Regions from separate parts of the Mus musculus genome. Here region 1 is linked to region 2. Evidence: chromatin contacts called from public HiChIP or PLAC-seq data. All regions are on one chromosome and are shown on one strand. Each heading gives the region's core, a stretch centred on a gene start, on an enhancer-like site or on the middle of the called end of the contact. The rest is flanking DNA. Distances are from core to core; before and after follow the strand shown. Region 1 overlaps Btbd11 (BTB (POZ) domain containing 11). Region 2 overlaps Btbd11 (BTB (POZ) domain containing 11).

What was found. HiChIP or PLAC-seq counts read pairs in DNA pulled down with a chosen protein or histone mark.
Region 1: a contact with region 2 is called in an H3K27ac HiChIP or PLAC-seq map of embryonic fibroblasts, with 4 times the contacts expected there. The contact joins two enhancer-like sites. A contact is called at or near these places in 1 of 115 datasets of contacts at active chromatin or transcription factors (embryonic fibroblasts) and 2 of 9 other capture datasets (adipose tissue and embryonic stem cells).

Annotation. Positions count from the first base shown.
Region 1 is chr10:85,637,679-85,641,242 of GRCm38.p6, forward strand. Btbd11 (BTB (POZ) domain containing 11) reads left to right here. Exons shown (of 17, transcript NM_028709.2): 12 at 2,825-2,930. Among named protein-coding and RNA genes, the nearest start is that of Gm40731, 49 kb to the left of the region's middle. Within about 2 kb of position 2,228, at least 36 of the 459 cell types and tissues checked have an H3K27ac peak or open chromatin away from gene starts, as enhancers often do. A contact at or near this core is called in embryonic fibroblasts, where this site is marked.
Region 2 is chr10:85,485,370-85,489,040 of GRCm38.p6, forward strand. The region is part of intron 1 of Btbd11 (BTB (POZ) domain containing 11); the gene reads left to right. Among named protein-coding and RNA genes, the nearest start is that of Btbd11, 100 kb to the left of the region's middle. Within about 2 kb of position 1,327, at least 33 of the 459 cell types and tissues checked have an H3K27ac peak or open chromatin away from gene starts, as enhancers often do. A contact at or near this core is called in embryonic fibroblasts, where this site is marked.

The DNA of each region.
Region 1 (3,564 bases), core at 978-3,477, 150 kb after region 2:
GCTAAAACTGCTTAATTTATCAACTTCAGAGAAAACACCGAAGCAGGACAAGTGTGTGCTCAGCAGCCTTCCCGCTCTGCTCACACCCATCCATCAAAGCCTTGTTAGGCCCCTCCTCCTACTTCCCTCCTTTCCTAAGTCCCTCACAGCCCTCAGTCCTCACAACCTCTCTTCCATGGGTGTCACAGCCTGTGCCGGGGAAGTGACCTGCTGTGGACACTTAAGCCAGGACTGAGTCTAAAGATGATAATCATCCATGTTGCAAAGTACATCTGTGCGCCCAGGGCCCTTCTAACCATTACTCATCCCTCCTCATTAGGACCCTGGAGGGAGGGGCTCCCGTACCACCACCTCCATTTGAAATGGTGGACCTGAAGCCTACGTGGAAGGGATGCAGAGGAGCCAGGATTTTAATCCAGGCAGCCTGGCTGTTGCAAACCTCGTGTTCTCGTCTGTAAAGTCAACCTGTCCCTCAGCTCCCCCTTGGATTTGCCTGCAGTGCATGGTTCACTGTGAAATGACAGCTTTGTCTTCGTGGATGAAAAAAAAACAAAAAACAAAAACAGATATTGGTGTGAAACCACAGAGCCTTCTGCCAATGGCAATGGGAAGGTCGCCCCACATCTGCTGATGTCACGGCCAGTGGCGGCTGTCTTGAAAGGAACCTTGACTGTCACCAACCCAGTGATTTCCCCTACTCATGCGCACCCTGCTGCCAAGATTTGCCCAGCTCCAAAAAAAAAAGAAAGGAAGGGAGGGAGGGAGGGAGGAAAGGAGAGAGAGAGAGAGAGAGAGAGAGAGAGAGGGAGAGAAAGAGAGAGAGAGAGAGAGAGAGAGAGAGAGAGAGAGAGAGAGAGAGATTCTTCTTTAAAAGTGTGAGATCTAGTCTTTATGTTTGCCTGTTGTGCCAGTAACCTGGAAAGGTGAGCGAGGAGATCTGGAGTGTAAGACTAGCTTGAGCTACATATCTAAGCTCTGTCTTGAACAAAAATGAGAAACACAGAAAGAAAGAAAAGAGAAGGATTTATATTCCTTACCATCTCCCAGGGGATTCCAGTGCTGCTCATGAGGAGAGAGGACACTTTGCTCCCCGCTGAGGTGGCGTCACTGGTGGGGTTGCTAAGGGAGAGAAGTGCCTCCCATCTGCCCATAGCATATCACCCATATCATCCGCACCATCCTTGAGAAGAACCCCTTCTTCCTTTCACTCTAAGGTCACAGGACACGTCTATGAATCATGTCCCAGGTGACACTGTGCCTTCTGTGATCTGTCCACTTTAATAGAAGGATTTAGATTTTCTTTGCACATGTGAAGGGGCTGTGTCCTGCCCTAGGGGTTAAATTTAAGAATATTGTAAACCACTAGCATGATTATGGTCTCAAAGCCATCCTTTAAAAAAAGTGTTTATTATTTTGATCACAAAAGCAGTACTCACTCAGAAATATAAAGAAAAAGATAATGATCTCATTTTAAGACCTCTTCAGTCTTTATTGTCAAAAAAAAAAAAAAGCCGGCAGTGGTGGCACATGCCTTTAATTCCAGCACTTGGGAGGCAGAGACAGGCGGATTTCTGAGTTTGAGGCCAGCCTGGTCTACAGAGTGAGTTCCAGGATAGCCAGGGCTATACAGAGAAATCCTGTCTCAAAAAACAAAAAAAACAAAAAAACAAAAAAACAAAAAAAAAAACCAAAACAAAACCAAAAATAAACAAACAAACAAAAAACCTTGATTGTGTCAGTCAGCTTGGTATTGCTGAAATAGGTTGCCTGAGTTAATCAGCTTAAAAGAAGAAAGGTTCGTTTTGCTCACAGTTTTGGAGCTGTGTGACCAGTTAGTCCGTTGCTTCTAGGGTAGAGGTGAGACAGGGCATCAGGACAGAAGCTCAGAGTGGGAGCAGCCGGAAAGCAAAGAGAAAGAGCTGAGTATATCAATGCCCCGTAATCTGTTAGGAACACATGCTCAGGGACCTCTGATTTCCTGCAAGGTCTTGTGAAGGTCTAACCATCTCTCCATAGCACCATGAACAAGGAACCACACCCCTAACACATGGGCACGCAGGAATGCTTGGTCAAACCACAGCCATTGTAACTATTCATCTAGCCCCTGTCTTAGCCAGTTGCCTAATAAAAAGCCACAGCGTACTGTGAGTCACATCCCTCCTTCTGGCCTGCACACCTGTTCTTGGAGGGAGGTGAACAGGAAGGACCAAGACACTGGGATGAAGGTCACCCGGAGCAGTCTCCTTCCTCCCTGAGCCGTGGGCAGCTGGAGCTCGCAAGCACAGGACTCTCTTCCTCCGTCCTGATTTTTATTTTTATTGAGAAGTGATTCAACTGATGACTCCCAGATCCAAAATGTCTGAGTCCTAGAATCCGACTTATTACAGATCTGAATCAGAGGCTTTCATCCTGCCCTTGTGGGACACAGTCACGGGACCACAAGGGCTTTCTGCTACATGGTCAGGACCAAGGATCTGCTTCCAGAATTTGAGAATATAGATAAAGGTGGATGGAGGGTGAGAGCTTTTTATTCATGAGCTACAAAAAGCCTGCTTTCCCTTAGCGAGTTAACAGTCAGGTTGAGATGGAAATATGTTTCTTTATCAATTTCATAAGCACCCAGCAGTGAACTCATAAGAAGTAGACAGTGAGCTCGTAGAGCAAGCAGGTCAGTCCAGGGGTGCTAAGTGAAAACTCAGTGTCTATGCTCCAGGAGGACAGTGACCGTTCCGGCTCCTCTTGCCCATGCGAGCAGGTTTCTACAGTGTCAACCTGGCCTGTGCGACCCAAGCACTCCCATAATGCCATTCATCTCCCTTCACAGAATGAAGTGATCAGCCAGCAGCTGTGCGTCATCTTCACACACTGTTACGGTCCCTACCCCATCCCCAAGCTCACGGAGATCAAGAGGAAGCAGACCTCACGCCTGGGTGAGCAGTGGTCCGGGTATACTCAGGCTATGGCTGTGGGAAGTGGGGATGGGAAGGAAGCAAACATGTGGAACAGATACAGAATGTGAGCTTTGGAGGGCAGACAAGAGACAGAGAGGGGAGGAGCCAGGCCAGAGAAATGAGTTCTCCTTCAGCAGGTGGTAAATCTCTTTAGAGAAAAACAGCAGAAGAGATGGATAAGGGGACCCTAGTACCTCACCCATGGGACCTTTTTTCCTCTTTCACTGACACTGGGGACACCTGAGGCATAAGTCCCATGCACCAAAGATTATGATAGATGGCCCAATGTCCATGTCACCTCTGATGCTTTTGATGGTCATCTCAATACATACAGTCTATATTAGAATCATCTAGGAAAAGAACCTCTAAAGACGGATTCTCTAAGTTAGGGTAGTCTATGGAGATTGCCCTCACTGAATTGTTGGTGTGGGAAACCCCAGCCTAAAAGTGGGTGGGCTCTCTAGTCCTGCAGTGACCTGATGTGCCAGGGTGGGTTGGTATGGGGGGGGGAGACTCCCCCTTATCAAAGGAGAATGGGACAGGGGGAAGGGGCTATGAGACTGTGGGATGGAAGGAGATAGGGGGCTGCAATCAGGATGTAAAGTGAATGAAT
Region 2 (3,671 bases), core at 77-2,576:
AACCCAGGAAGGGATTTGATTCTATGCTGAACATCATGACTCATTTCATTAGATTTCTCTTGTTGGAACAAAGCATGCTGGAAAAGGCAGCTTTCCCCCTTTCCAGGGTTGGTCTTTGATCCCCAAATAGGTGAATACCTATCTGCCCATTATATTCTCAACTTCCCAACTTATGTTTTTACATCATGGTAAGCCATTGTCCTTTCCTTGGGTGTGACTTGGATGGGCTACCATTAGTGTTCCATTATTAAGTATGATGTTGATCACTGGATGTTCTTTGTTTTGTTAAGGAAATGTCCTATGCTTTTAATTTTTCAAATATTAAGGGAGATTTTTAAAAGTCTTTTCAAAAAGAAAAAGAACTGGGTTGCCTCATTCAGCCTTGATATAAGGGTTTGTGCCTAGACTTATTGCATCTTGCTATGCTGTGTTCAGTTGATATCCCCGGGAGGCCTGCTCTTCTCTGAAGGGAAATGGAGGAAGAATGGATTTGGAGGAGAGAGGAGGTGGGGAGGGGAATGGTAGAAGTAGAGGGAGAGGAGGCTGAAGTTGGGATATATTATATGAGAGAAGAATAAATTCAAAATAAATAAATAAATAAATAAATAAATAAATAAATAAATAGCTAGGGAGAAAAACAAGCACTGACTGCCATCTACAGAGATAATAATTTATCTTCTTCTATCTCCTATGATTGAGATGTATTCTTTTAATCTCCTAATTTGACCTACACTTTATTATTATTATAATGAATTCTTCCTAGTCAAGGCTTATTACTGTAATTTGTTGTTTTTGTTTTGTGGTGTGGGTTATTTTGAGATAGAACCTTGCATTCCTGGAATTACAGGTGAATGCCACTACAGCCGGTTTAAATCTGACTTTTATTGTTACTTTTAGATTTTGTACTGAGGATGAAACCCAGGGCTTCATATAAATAAGCCAAGCTCTCACCACTGAACTGTGTTTTCCCAGCTATAATTTTTCTGAGAAACCACTGAGTGGGTTAAGGTTATGTTAACTTTAGAAAACTAAGCAAAAAAAAAAAAAAAAAAAAAGGTTCTTGGTTCTTCATTCTCAGGAGCTCGCTAGATCAACACACAGATGGAAAGTGCTTACATCTCTCCCGGGTATCTCTAGTGGATGGACTGGGCTCTATGTGTCCTGCATGTTTGGAAGGTGAAGTCAAATCCCTTCCCAACCCAGGAAGGGATTTGATTCTATGCTGGACACCATGACTCATTCCATTAGATTTCTCTTCTTAGAGCAAAGCACACAAGAATTATCCCTTTCCTGAGGCGGAATTGGCTTAGTCACCTCTTCACTCCAGAGAGCTCTGACACATAGAGGTTGGAAAAGAGTCAATCCAAAATACTGCACACTACTGCACAGGGTGACATTTTTCTTCGTGAAAGCCTTACATGAGTAAGTCTGGTCTATATAGCCAGACATACCTAAGCAGTGGAGCCTCCCTCTACCTATTATCCTTGTTTGGCCAGATGATGCTCATGACGCAAAGCCCTAGAGGGAACAGATCACTTTGCAGCTTCAGACTTACAGGGCTGGAAGACACACACTCCCAAAAGTCCATCATAACATCTATTGCATTCACAATGAGGCAGTCATGCCAACTCCATGGGAGGAACTGACCTCTCTCCTTGCTTCTATGATCTTGGGAAGGACTTCCCTTTAGTCTTTCCTGAGGACCCATGCTCTGAAATAAGACTCCTGGTCTGTGAAAAGCAGACAAATCAGACTTCATTTGACTCATGTGTGTGTGTGTATGTGTGTGTGTGTGTGTGTGTGTGTGTGTGTGTGTGTGTGTGTGTGTGTGTGTGTTTTGTATGATGCATGGTGGGGGTTGTGGTGTGTGTGTTGTGTATGATGCATGGTGGGGGTTGTGGTGTGTGAGGTGTGTATGATACATGGTGTGTGGGGTGTGTATGTGTGTGTTATGTATGATGTGTGTGTGTGTATACATACTTGCCCATGTATGTGCATGTGGAGACTAGATGGTACCATTGCTTTTCTTCTTTTAGCAATCCCCACCCTCCTTTTGAGTCAAGGCCTCTCACTGCACTGGAGCTCACCAATTCAGGTCCATTGGCTGACTGGGGAGCACTTGCTTTGTGCCTAGGATCTAGGTGGGTGCTGGGAACCCACACTCGGGTCCTCTTGCTTGTGCAGCAAGCACTTTACTGACTGAGCCATCTTCCTACCCCACCCCCACCCCCATGTGTATGGCAACTAATTGCAGTATTTGCTTTTGTGGCTGGGACAGAAGAGATGTCCAGAAGAGAAATCAAATGATGAATAGATGGGAGCTTACTCCAACCCAGGCAGTAGTCCATCAATGTATATATATTGTAAACAACATCTTTTGGATCCCTGCCTCAGAATACCTGGAGGAAGCTGTTCAAACGCAAGTTCCTAGACCCATCTAGATTTTCATATCAGAATTTGTAGGTGTGGAGGAGCAGTTATGTGCATTTACACCAGGGTCCTCTGGAGGTTCTCATGAGCACTTCCATTGGAGACTCAAGCTCTGGGTGATCAGTCTCAATGAGATTATGTTGGGGAAATCTTCCTCATTCACTGACTGGCATACCATCTTAATCAATGTTCTATTGCTGTGAAGAGACATCACAACCATGGCAACACTTAATAGGAAAAGCATGTCATTGGGGCTGGCTTACAATTTCAGAGGTTTAGTCCATTATCATCACGGCGGGAAAGTATGGCAGCACACAGGCAGACATGGTGCTGGAGAAGGAGCTGAGAGTTCTACATCTGTATCAGCAGGAAGCAAGAAGAGTGACAACCACTGGGCCTGGCTTAGGCATTTGAAATCCCAAAAGCCCACCCCCAGTGACACACTGCCTCCAGCAACACCACACCTACTTCAAAAAGGCCACACCTCCTAATCCTTGTTAAGTAGTTTCAGTCCCTAATGACCAAGCTTTCAAATCTGTGAGCCTGTGGGAGCCATTCCTATTTAAACTACCACCCGTACATCTTTGCCTGCCTCTTCTTTCTGGTAGAGCAGGGTTAACCCACTCTAAGCAAGAGCATGGAGGCAAAGGGATATTAGTGGAGTTGGTATCTCATGTTTCTGACAGATTTATCCAATGATGAGTTATTATTAGAAATTTTAATTACTCAAACAGCTGTTGGGGAAGTCGTCTTTCATGATATAGGTGGCCTAGAGAGGCTTTGCAGTGCTTGACAGACAAGATGGCCCTGGAAACAGGTAGAACATCTGTGGAAAATGTGGCCTGTGGCAAGGAAGTTGACTTGCTGAGCAGCTGCTCTGTGCTCTCAATGTGCTTCACTATGTGTGTCTTCTCTCCTGAATCCCCACAGCAGTCTTAGACAGGCCAGGTCCTTGTCTTAGGTTGAATCGCTTCCAAGAGGCAAATCCTAAGAAAAGGCATAAGTCCTAGGGATACAGAAATGGGATGACAGCAAAGTGGGGTAAGTATGTCTAGACAGGCATGAGGACCAAGAGTGAGTGTGCCAGCAAGCTGGCATCTCAGCCAACAGACACTGGGTATCTTACAAAAGAAATATATTTCCTGCCGTTTCAGAGTTTAGAAATTGGGGATCATAGAGCTAACGTAGTCAGGTTCTGGTGAGGGTCTTCCTCTGGTTTCCAGACTAACTTCCTCATCTCT